Linked DNA regions of Mus musculus: region 2 is linked to region 1. A link is a contact called in public promoter capture Hi-C data. All regions are on one chromosome and are shown on one strand. The core of a region is the stretch at or near the end of the contact, and the rest is flanking DNA. Distances in the headings are between cores, read along the strand shown. Region 1 holds the start of Cgn (cingulin). Region 2 has its middle 27 kb from the start of Snx27.

Region 1 (5,388 bases), core at 2,813-5,312:
TAGGGATTGTTGCTGAGAAAATTGAGGTTCCCTCTTTGGGTTCTTAAGTCTCATTAATACAAGAATTTATAAATGGGCCTCAGAAGGATGCTTAAATACAATTTTATTAGAGTTTGAGAGAGGAAACAATAGGGCAGACAAACTGTCAATCTCAGCAGTTGCCAGCAGACGGGAAATGGAAAGAAGTTGCCAGAAGCAAAAAGGAGAAAGCCTTGCCTTTAAGTGTGCAGGTTCAGTAGTGGAGGTCAGCATCCAACCACATGGCAGAAGGGAGGAGGACTTCGGAGGAAAATAAAATGCCCAGGGTATATGGGAAAGCCCACCCAAGCTTCAATAGATAGCCGAAAGAAAGAGAGAAGAAGGCAGCGTGGTGCTTGTCTCTCTGGGAAAAGCAGACCATTTCCTGCAAAGCTTCCATCATTTGCATATACTCCCAGCAGGTTTACCTCAGTTTACCTCCACACATTTACTTAATAGACTGTTTTCTGTCTCCTCCACCAGACAATAAACTCCTCCAGGACAAAGACCAAGCCTCCTAGCTGGCCTCTGCCTGGAGCATGGGGTATACAAATAAATACTTTTTAAAGGCTGTATCCCAAACCAAGGCAGACTCTCCCAGCAGCAGAAAGTTATGCCCGCGGACGCCTCACTCACAGCATTCTTTGTGCCTTAGTAACAGCTTCCTGGTCTGGACTCTCTGCCCTATTCGGTCCTGATCTTATAATCAGGTGTACCTAAACTGCCAGCTCTCAAGAATCACATGATTTATTCATGATAAAGTTCTGCCCTGTCAGGATATCTGCAGATCTTCCAGATCAGGTCATGGAGCTCCTGTGTAGGCACAGCAAAGTGCCCAACCCTTTGGGCCAGAGGGCCAGACAATGCCTGGGTGCTACCCATGATTCCCCTAGGTTCCAAAGACCCCCTTCCCCCAGCCTCAATCACTATCCGTTCCACGACCTTTGGGTCAGGGGACAGGACTGAGAGATCTTTAGGGTGGGTCAGAAAATAGAGCTCTAAATGATTCAACATGGAAAACCCGAAACCTACCCGCCTTCAGTTACAGAGGACAGTGGGGTGGGGCCAAGAGAACAGGGCAGCTCTGAGGCCTTGCATAAGCTCTAGGCAGGTAAACAATGATCAAGACCAACAATGTGAAGTCCAGGGCTTGGGCTCTCACCAGATGCCTGCCTGACCCTCTTTTCCCTCCCTGGCACATGCCCAGGGCATTTCTCACCAACTGTACTCTGGGAAAAGCCCAGGACAGACGTTAATTCAGCGCCATCTGTCTGCCTCTGCCATTTCTGCCTGAACACAGGGAGAAAGGACACTACACCTGTACCAGACAGCCACTTCTTCCTGAGTTACTCATTAGCCTGCCCTGCCCCAATTCCATCACCTCTGGCCCAGCCATACGCATCTGGCTTCCAACTAGGAGTGACAGGGTCCCTGGACTTCTAGCAGGAAGTAGGTGGGGGTTGGGGGTGGGGCGGTTTCAGGTGTATGGAGGAAGGGCTGATAGACACAGGGCCAGGCGGTATGCTGGATACTGAATAGATATGCTGGATACTGAATAACTGGAACATTTAGAAAGTAAAAAAACTGAAAAAAAAAAAAAAGCAAAACAAACAACAACAAAACAAAACAGCAATCTCAGTGGTAACAAGAAAGCAAATAAATGATCAAAATAAAAACGGAACGCTCAGTGACATTATCATTTGATAAGAAGGCTCCTTTAGGCCCAAACAGAACTCCCCAAGTGGACTCTAGACCATAGTCACTGAAAAAGCAGAAACCTGAGAGCCAAACTAGAGCTGCTTGGCCAGTGGGGGTAAAAAAACACAATGAAGAACTGGGCCCTTACAAACTCGCTGGACTGGTTTGAGAGGCAAAGAGAAGGGAGGGCCGGGAAGGCTACGTTGGAACCTTGCAAAGCAGACCAGAGAGGTTCCCACCAAAGGCAGAGGAACAAGACCAAGAGTGGAAGCTCTGTCCTGCCTATATGCCAAGGCCGAGGCTCCTCTGGAGGAGGTGGCGGGAGGTGGGGAGGAGGAGACAGGAGTTACAGATGCACAAAGAACTTGGTGACAAGCCAGAGTGTGACAGGAACTTTGTCTCCCTCCACCACTCCCTCTCAAGTTCCCAAAGTGGCATTCCTGGTCTTCCACTTACCTCTGTCAGCTCCCAGGTCCTTGGTTCTCCCCTCCCTGGTACAAAGAGAAGCAGCTCTACCCCCCTCTTCTCCCACAAGGGTAAAGGCAGGCAAGCCAGCCTGAGAACCACAGGAAGCCAGAATCCTCTTAGAATCAGGCAAATCTCTGAATGGGCAGGCCCCAGAGCAAGACCCATACTCCCAAATACCCAGGATGAAAGGAACACGTAGGCAGCTTTGTCTACAAACATAGCGGTTGCTAATTATTTCCCAATTACAGCAACTGTCTTCAGACAGAGCATCAAAGGGGCCAAGCTAAGGTTGACTCTGCTTCACCGCTGCCTACGGCAAGGAAATTCACCTCAGAAGTTGTCTGGTGCCCAACGTATACCTCGTCTGTGGCCTGGGAATGTGGAGGTGTAAGTCCCCTAGTCTTTTGGTCTCCTAGGGAGTTCTGCCTATGTTTCTGCACCACTAGTAAGTACTCTAGTCTATCAAAGATCGTGAATCAAGGATGCCAACTAGGATTTCAGGGAATCAAGAGGATTCTGGGAAGGGTCAAGGAAATTAGCTGCACTTCCAGATCTCACCAGTGTCCCCCAATCTAGAACTAGAGAAAAAGAAGGAAATATAGGGCTGGAGAGATGGCTCAGCGGTTAAGACTGTTCTTCCAAAGGTCCTGAGTTCAAATCCCAGCAACCACATGGTGGCTCACAACCTTCTGTACAGCTACAGTATACTCATATACATAAAATAAATAAATAAATAAATCTTTTTAAAAAATATACAAAGAGACTACTTTGTAACAGAAAAAAAGAAGGAAATATGTATTTGCTGGAAGGAAAAATTTTTACATCAGCCTCAAGAAAGAAGACTATTTCTAGGTGGGTGTGGTGATATGAACCTGTAATCCAGGCACTGGGAGCGGAAGGCAGCCCACCAGTTCAAGGTCAGCCTCAGCTGTACAGCAAGTTCAAGTCCAGCATGGGCTATGGCAAATTCAAGGCCAGCATGGGCCATATGAAACCCAGTATCAATCCTCGTTTCACATCCCCGAGAAAGCAAACATTTTCAGCTAGTATGTGGGTCGAGGGATTTATGCTTCTCCATTCCCATTCCCCTCTCTTGTAGAATACACACAGTTCTTTCTAGAGGAAGAAGGAAAAAATTTCCCTGGCATGAAAGCAAAGAAAGAAACAGCCTTAAATAATCTCACACCTAGGAAAGAGATGGGTGCCCTCGTATTCTGACCTTAGTGTCTTACTGGCAACTGCTTTCACCTGTAGGCAAATGGTCAGGGAATGACCCCACACCTCAGCATTTCCAAAGCCAGAAGGAGAGTGTCAGAGACCAGTAAGGACTGACGGGGGCGGGGAGGGGGTAGTTACCCCCAAAACCAGCACATGCGGATATCACCACTTCAGTCTCTGAACCTCTGGCGGCACTTCCATTTGCTCCAATAGGATGAACCCTCCCCCGCCCCCATGCTGGTCTCCAAGAGAAATTCTGCCCCAAGGGCTGGCGCCTGACCTCCAGAGATTGTAGCGCTGAAATGCATGCATGCCCTGGGAATAACCTAACCCTCAGGTGCCTCACACCTGGCACCTTCCCAGCCACTCGCTTCTGACACCGTGGAGTAGGGGTTAGCTCTTAGCTCTGCCACCGCACTCTGACCGCCCTTCCTGCTAAACTCAGCACCTGTGCCCAGGAGGAGGGCATTTGATGCCTCTACTCCGGCCCTCGAGCATACTCCTGAGGACCCACTCGCATCGCAGGTGTCCTCGCTCCAGACAGATTCACTCACCCCGGTCCAGATCAGTGCTCCCGGATTCACACACCCCGCAGGGGATCGCGCTCCGACCAGCCGAGCTACACGCGCTGCTGCAGCCCAGCCCCTCCGAGCTCTGAGCTCCCTCCTTTCCCCCGCCCACCAACCTGTTACTCCCCAGGAGCTCCGCCCCATTGGCCGTCACCTCCCGCCCCGCCTCACCCCTTCTTCTATTGGTCAGTTTCCCGCAAGGGGCGGAGCAGACACCGCGGGAACCCAGAACCGGGGTCCCCAGCCCGGTGGACGGGAGGGGCGGTGGGGTCACGTGGACTGGTGGGGCGAGGGCGGGGCACCGGGGGACCTAAGAGGCCATTTTGGGGGCGTCGGGGCTCTGCGGACCCGCGTAGCTTAGCGCCAGAGCATCCCCTGGGTTCTGTGGGAAGTGCCTTCCTCGTGCTCTTCTCAAAGCAAATCTCGGTTCACAGCCCTTTCTGCCCTTCATCTGCCTCCGCATAAGCCAGAATACAGTTCTGTCGCTTTCCGCAGAAAATTTCTTCGTAGTCTCCCGATGTCAGCGCGTTCTGCATCTCTGCTCGCCTGCCTTATCGGCAATCCGAACCAAAATCTCAGTCGTGGATTCTCATCCTCGGGCTCCTGGCCTCCATAATCATTTTGCACCCTTTTTCTTTGGAAGATGTAATCACCCAATTTACATCACCCTAAAAATCATTTTCATTTTATCTCCCTATGAAAATCTCGGCCAGAGCCGAGATCTTCATTTTCTTTTGTTTTGTACGCTTCATCTCAAACGCCTATAACAGAGGTCAGCACATAGTTGGCTCTTAATAAAATGTGTAGAATGAATGACTTGGGAACCGAGTGCTGTAAATTTACACGCATCAGAATAAGCTTTATAAGCAGAAAGGAGCTCAACTACAGATTGTAAATCCATCTTTTCTGAAAGCCTGTCAAGTAGGGCTTTTGGTCCCACTACACCGAAAAGACTCTGGGGTGCTTTGCGTGCAGACTGAGGCAGGTAACATTAAAGCTGGCTCCTAGTGTCAATCGCTGAGGTATGTTAAAAGAAGATTGGCTTAGCTTACCTTGCTGGCCTCTGAATAGTTCTCTCCTTTATTTGTTCAGTAAATATTTATTGTAATATATTTAGATTTGAAGAGGAATCTTCCCTACAGCCAGCATTTCTGTGGCGTTAGCTGGAGATCATTCCCTTCCCCTCCCCCAGCCTTCAGATGCTGGGCGTGGACCCTGGAGGGGAAAGTCCACCTACCTGTTCTGTAGCTGGGTTGCTAGGTCTCCGCATTCCATGAGAAGCCTTCTATGAGGGATACAGCCCTTAAGGAGGAACAAGGAGGGAGGGAGAGAGAGGGAGAGAGAGGGGGAGAGAGAGCGAGAGAGAGAGAGAGAGAGAGAGAGAGAGAGAGAGAGAGAGAGAGAGAGAGAGAGAGGA
Region 2 (5,725 bases), core at 3,118-5,617, 180 kb before region 1:
AGGTTCCCAGGAGATCACCTGAGTACGGGATCCACTCCTGGTCAAGGAAGCCCCTCTTGAGGAAGCAGAACTAACATCAGAATACAAACAGCACCAGGGCAACCCACCACAATACTGTCTACCTTTGACACAAGACTTGCTTTCTTGTGTCGCAACTTCTTCATCTGTCAAATGGGAAATGATGATACCTGGCTTACTACGGACATTCCTTAAATGTTCTTACTAAGTAGACACTATCATCTTGTGAAGCTTAGAGAGTTTAAATAACTTTTCCAACTAACGTGGATTGTAAGAAGGATACAATAAGCAAGGGCAAAGCCCACAACTCTATGCTACACAATCTCACTACTGCCAAATGACCAAACAAAGGATGAGGGAGTATCAGGTGAGTTTCTTTATTGCTGGTGCAGCTTTCTGAATCTACCATAAGGAGGACACACAATCTACCTGCTCCCCATTCCCTGGGATCAACGAAGATAGTAGGTGAAGTGACAATTTGGTTTCTTTAAAAACCACAGAAATATTCTAAGAATATCCTTTCCTTTTTTAAATTTTTATCTATTTATTTATTATAAGTATACTGTAGCTGTCTTCAGACACTCCAGAAGAGGGCGACAGATCTCACTGAGGATGGTTGTGAGCCACCATGTGGTTGCTGGGATTTGAACTCAGGACCTTCGGAAGAGCAGTCAGTGATCTTACCCCATGAGCCATCTCATCTCTCCAGCCCTGTCCTTTCCTTTAAATCCCAGGTGTAGGGATATGGGGCTGCTTCAGATTGTCTGCAGCAACTGACTATGATTTGCCTCGTGCTCTAGCAGAGGCATAGTTTTGCCAGCTATAGATAGTTTCTTCGATTGTGTGACGTTTGGAACTCTGGGAACTTTTCAGAGAATATATTAAATCCTAGAGTCCCACTAGGTGGGGGTTGGGGTGTGTGTGGTTATAGGTCGTTGGTTACGTAGGGGGGTTGTTTGTGGTTTGTTAGTAGCCGTGGACAAAGAAATAAAAGGAAAGAAACAAGATTCAGGCATTTTCCTAACTCCTCTCTATCCTTGCTCTCCTAATGTTAGGGAGTAAAACTACTTTGGGGGAAAAAGAACCCACAAAGTAGCAAAGACCTTTGCAGTACACAAAATTCTTTTTAATTTAAAAATTTTTTATGTGTATGGGTATTTTGCCTACATGTGTATCATTTGCATGCCTTGACTCTTAGAGGCCAGATCACCTGGAACTGGAGCTGAATACAGTTGTAAACCATTATATGGGTGCTGGGAATCAAATCTAAGTCCTTTTGAAGAGCAGTTGGTGCTCTTAAACCACTCAGTCCTGTCTTCAACCAGACCCAAAAAAAATTTTTTTAAAGTTATTTTTAAGTTCATTGGCGTTTTGCCTGCATGTCTGTCTGTGTGAGGGTATCAGGTTCTCTAGTGCAATGCCATGTGTGTGCTGGGAATTGAATCCAGGTCCTCTGGAAGAGCAGCCAGTGCTCTTAACTTCTGAACCATCTCTCCAGTTACCAGGAAAATTGTTTGTTTGTTTGTTTGTTTGTTTTTTCGAGGTATGGTTTCTCTGTGCAGCCTTGATTGTCCTGGAACTCACTTCATAGACCAGGCTGGTCTTGAACTCAAGAAATCCACCTGCCTCTCCCTCCCAAAGGCTGGGATTAATGATGCATCCCCTCCCGGCTAGGAAAATAATAACTCTTCTTCTTCTCCTCCTCAAGATTTGTTTTTGTTGTTGTTGTTTATCTAAGTTACTGTTACTGACTTCAGACACACCAGAAGAGGGCGTCAGATCCCATTACAGATGGTTGTCAGCCACCATGTGGTTGCTGGGAATTGAACTCAGAACTCTGGAAGAGCAGTCAGTGCTCTTAACCGCTGAGCCATCTCTCCAGCCCCACCCCCGCTTTGTTTTTTTTTTTAAAGATTTATTTATTTTATAAATAATAGTACACTGTAGCTGTCTTCAGACACACTAGAAAAGGGCATCAGATCCAGTTACAGATGTTTGTGAGCCACCATGTGGTTGTTAGGAATTGAACTCAAGGGAAAGGACAGTTTCTAAATATTTTATTTATTTATTTAATGTATATGAGTACACTGTAGCTGTACAGATGGTTGTGAGCCTTCATGTGGTTGTTAGGAATTAAATTTAGGATCCTGAACCCCACTCTCTCAGTCGCTGCTTGCTCTGAGCCCAAAGATTTATTATTATAGATAAGTACACCGATGCTGTCTTCAGACACACCAGAAGAGGGCATCAGATTTCATTATGTAGTTGCTGGGATTTGAACTCAGGTCCTTCGGAAGAGCAGTCAGTGTTCTTACCCACTGAGCCAACCCACCAGTCCAAAGGGGCCATTTCTTTTTATTCTTTTTTCTTTTTCCTTTTTTTTTTTTTTTTTTTTTTTTTTTTGGTTCTTCCAGACAGGGTTTCTCTGTGTAGTCCTGGCTGTCCTGGAACTCACTCTGTAGACCAGGCTGGCCTCAAACTCAGAAATCCGCCTGCCTCTGCCTCCCAAGTGCTGGGATTAAAGGCCACCACGAGGGCCAAAGGGGCCCTTTCTAAAGAGACTGAAGTAAACACTCCAGGAGGTTGCCATGCTGATGAAGTGGGTGTGTCTTTGTTCCTGTTACCCTTCTTCGGTTCCCCTGTTTTCCAGGTGATTTGCTTTTCTCTTTCAGCCAAACTGTAGTCCCCATGCCCTCTGCATAGTCCCAGTGACATTTGCTGGTATTGTCTCTTTCAGCTGAAATGCCCCTCCCCGATTGACCAATCAATTCATTAAATTCTTTTTTTTTTTTTTTTTTTTTAAATTTTTTTTAGATTTATTTATTGGTTATATGTAAGTACACTGTAGCTGTCTTCAGACACTCCAGAAGATCTCATTATGGATGGTTGTGAGCCACCATGTGGTTGCTGGGATTTGAACTCCGAACCTTCGGAAGAGCAGTCGGGTGCTCTTACCCATTGAGCCATCTCACCAGCCCCAATTCATTAAATTCTTATTTGTAGTTGGGCATGGGGGTGCATGCTTTAATCCCAAGACTGGGGAGGCAGAGGCAGGCAAATCTCTGTGAGTTGGAAGTCAGCTTGGTCTACAAAGTGAGTTCTAGGACAGCAAGAGCTATGTAGCAGGACTGTCTCAAAACAAACAAACAAACAAACAAAAAACCGAGCAAATGAACAAACAAAACTTACTTTTAGTTGATAAAGAGTATTATGTAAGACACAGTGGTGGCCCATGCCTTTAATCCCAGCATTTTGGAGACAGAAGCAGTTGGATCTCTGAGTTCAAGGCCAGCCAGGTCTATGTAGTGACCACTTCCCCAAAAAGCCTTCAGCTGGTCTTCCTGTCCTCCAAATGTGCTTAATGATTTCCGCTGCACATGTTCTTCCGGTCTTTTCTCCTGGCCTCATATCCCCCAGGCTCAGTTCTAGCATCACATCCTTCCTACTGTCTCTGCATTATTATCCACCTCTTCACGGGCTGGCCCAGCAACCCAGCAGAATCCTGGAGGAATACAGCCCTGTCCTATAGCAGAGCTTGGCTTAACACTGTGCACACAACAGAGTGTTTTGTTTCTTTTAATATTTGTTTATTTATTTAATATATGAGTACACTATAGCTGTCTTCAGACACACCACAAGAGGGCATTGGATCCCATTACATATGGTTGTGAGCCACCATGTGGTTGCTGGGAATTGAACTCAGGACCTCTGGTAGAGCAGGCAGTGCTCTTAACCACTGAGCCATCTCTCCAGCCCTAAAAGTTCATTTTTTCATTGACTTTGTTTTGCAAAACTTCCCACCTAGTAATATACATTTTACACAAAATGTCAGTTAAAACAGGACAGACAGAAGGGTGAGGCTGGGCCTAGGACCCCAGTAACAGAGAGGAAAAGACTGACTATGCGATAGTTCACTCAACTCAGACTAAACATTTTCTTCCCTTCAGCATGCTGAGGTCCCTGTGGTTTAAGACTTGGTGACCAATACCCTGTAGGGAAATTAATTATCCGGCCATCCGCCCTCAATCCCTTCTCCCACAGGGCTCCAGGGATAGAGATTTTAGCGTAAAGTCCTGAATTGGTCTCAGTGAGCCAGAAAGTACTTACCTTTAAGAACCATCTCTCTCACTCTCAGCCTGGATAAGCATTTTCCTTGGGAAAGGGGGGATATGTAGGTCTCCAACTTATGAGTTTCAAGGCCACAGTCTTATAATTGGGACAGACTAGAGGAAACAATTGCTCTTTGCAAAGCCAGAGCTCTAAATCAAAGCATGGAAAAGAGGCCAAGGGCCCTAGGCTAACATCTGTTGTTGAGTCATAGCCTGAACAGACTCAGGCCCTAGCTCAGCAGCTTGGCTCTGAGGAATCAGAGAACTCAGGGGATTCCACGGGCCCCACAAAAACAGCCACCCAGAACCAGGAGCTGGCTAAAGAGGGAACATTGCTTCTCTATCCCAGGGGGCATTATCCTCCTCCATTCAAGTATGGTGTCAAGCAGAACAGCTTCCCAAAGTGGAAATGTTTCATCGAACAGTTCATGGTCAACAGTGATTTAAAACGGGGACAAAGCCAGGCATGGTGGTACACACCTGTAATCCCAGCTCTTGGCAAGCAAGGCAGGGGATAGGGGCTTTTGAGGCTCCCAAGAAAGACACAGGGAGAGCTCCAGAGACACAAAGAAAGTGAACATTAGACACCTGTCTGGCCTGGAACTCACTATATAGACCATGTATACCTCAAACCCACAGAAATCAACCTGCCTTTGCCCCCTAATTACTGGGGTTAAAGGTGTGCACCACTATGCTCTGTGTTCCTTTTTTATTTATTCTAAGTCAGGGTCTTACTAAGTTGAGCAGGTTGCCCTTACATTTTCAGTCCTCCTTCCCCATCACCAAAGCAGCTGAGGCTAACAATCTGCTTCTCTTGGCTGAGACAGCATGTGCTACCAGGCTCTTTTCTGCTTAGTGCAAGGAAAAATGAAGACATGGAATATGGGCAGTTGTTGGGCAGGCAGGGAACAAGCGCTCCTGTGAGCTTTTTTTCCATCACCAGGCTTGCAGCCCAGGTTTATAGGAGGCTGACAATGATGGCTGCATGTCTGGGCAGCTCTTAACGCCCTCATGGCAGAGGTCCCAGAGAGGCAGAAATCAAGCCTCCTCGGTAGCACACAGGAGTTGGCTTAAAACACTACAAAACACAGGCAATAAAAGACAGCAGAAGCCAGGAGCTTGCCACCTCCTCAGCCCCATCCAACATCTCTAATTGGAAGGACTGTCGATGCTGTTGTTTCCCAGCTACTCTCCTGCATCCGCCCTGGCCTCGTTCATTCCTTGCAGCAGCCGCTCACCGCTCACCGTGGCTTGTAAAGCAGACCCCAGAGTTCTCTCTCCTTTTTTTTTCTTTCTGATCCCTTAGAGCCTTGTTTCTGGTCTCCAGAAAGTCTCCTGCCCACTTCCTATCTCTACCCCACATCTCTGCTCCTCCCATGTAGCTCAGCAGGCCCTGCAGGAGAGCCTCCCTTTCCTGCAGGGCAACACTCACTCCTGCATCCTCTAGCTAGGCCAGTCTTCTCGGCATCCTTGCCAACCCCACCCTGCTTCCACCCTGTTAATATTCTGACACAAGCAGTCTGGATATACCTGCGCCAAGCAAGACTGCCGGTGCAAGAGAAACCCAGGAGTCAGGAGCCGCAGCCACATCTGGGGCG

Evidence for each region. Promoter capture Hi-C pulls out the DNA fragments that hold promoters and counts their contacts.
Region 2: a promoter capture Hi-C map of hippocampal neurons shows a contact between it and region 1, with 2.2 times the contacts expected there. The contact joins the enhancer-like site here to the promoter of Cgn in region 1. A contact is called at or near these places in 12 of 39 promoter capture datasets (the 3T3-L1 cell line, the C10 cell line, cranial neural crest and 6 more), 1 of 484 Hi-C or Micro-C datasets (reprogramming fibroblasts), 4 of 115 datasets of contacts at active chromatin or transcription factors (embryonic stem cells, epiblast stem cells and pancreatic cancer cells) and 3 of 9 other capture datasets (adipose tissue, liver and pancreatic islet).

What each region holds. Positions count from the first base shown.
Region 1 is chr3:94,782,420-94,787,807 of GRCm38.p6, forward strand. It overlaps Cgn (cingulin), which reads right to left and starts at 4,063. Exons shown (of 21, transcript NM_001037711.3): 1 at 3,957-4,063.
Region 2 is chr3:94,606,429-94,612,153 of GRCm38.p6, forward strand. No RefSeq gene overlaps it. Among named protein-coding and RNA genes, the nearest start is that of Snx27, 27 kb to the left of the region's middle. Within about 2 kb of position 4,368, at least 81 of the 459 cell types and tissues checked have an H3K27ac peak or open chromatin away from gene starts, as enhancers often do. A contact at or near this core is called in adipose tissue, hippocampal neurons and trophoblast stem cells, where this site is marked.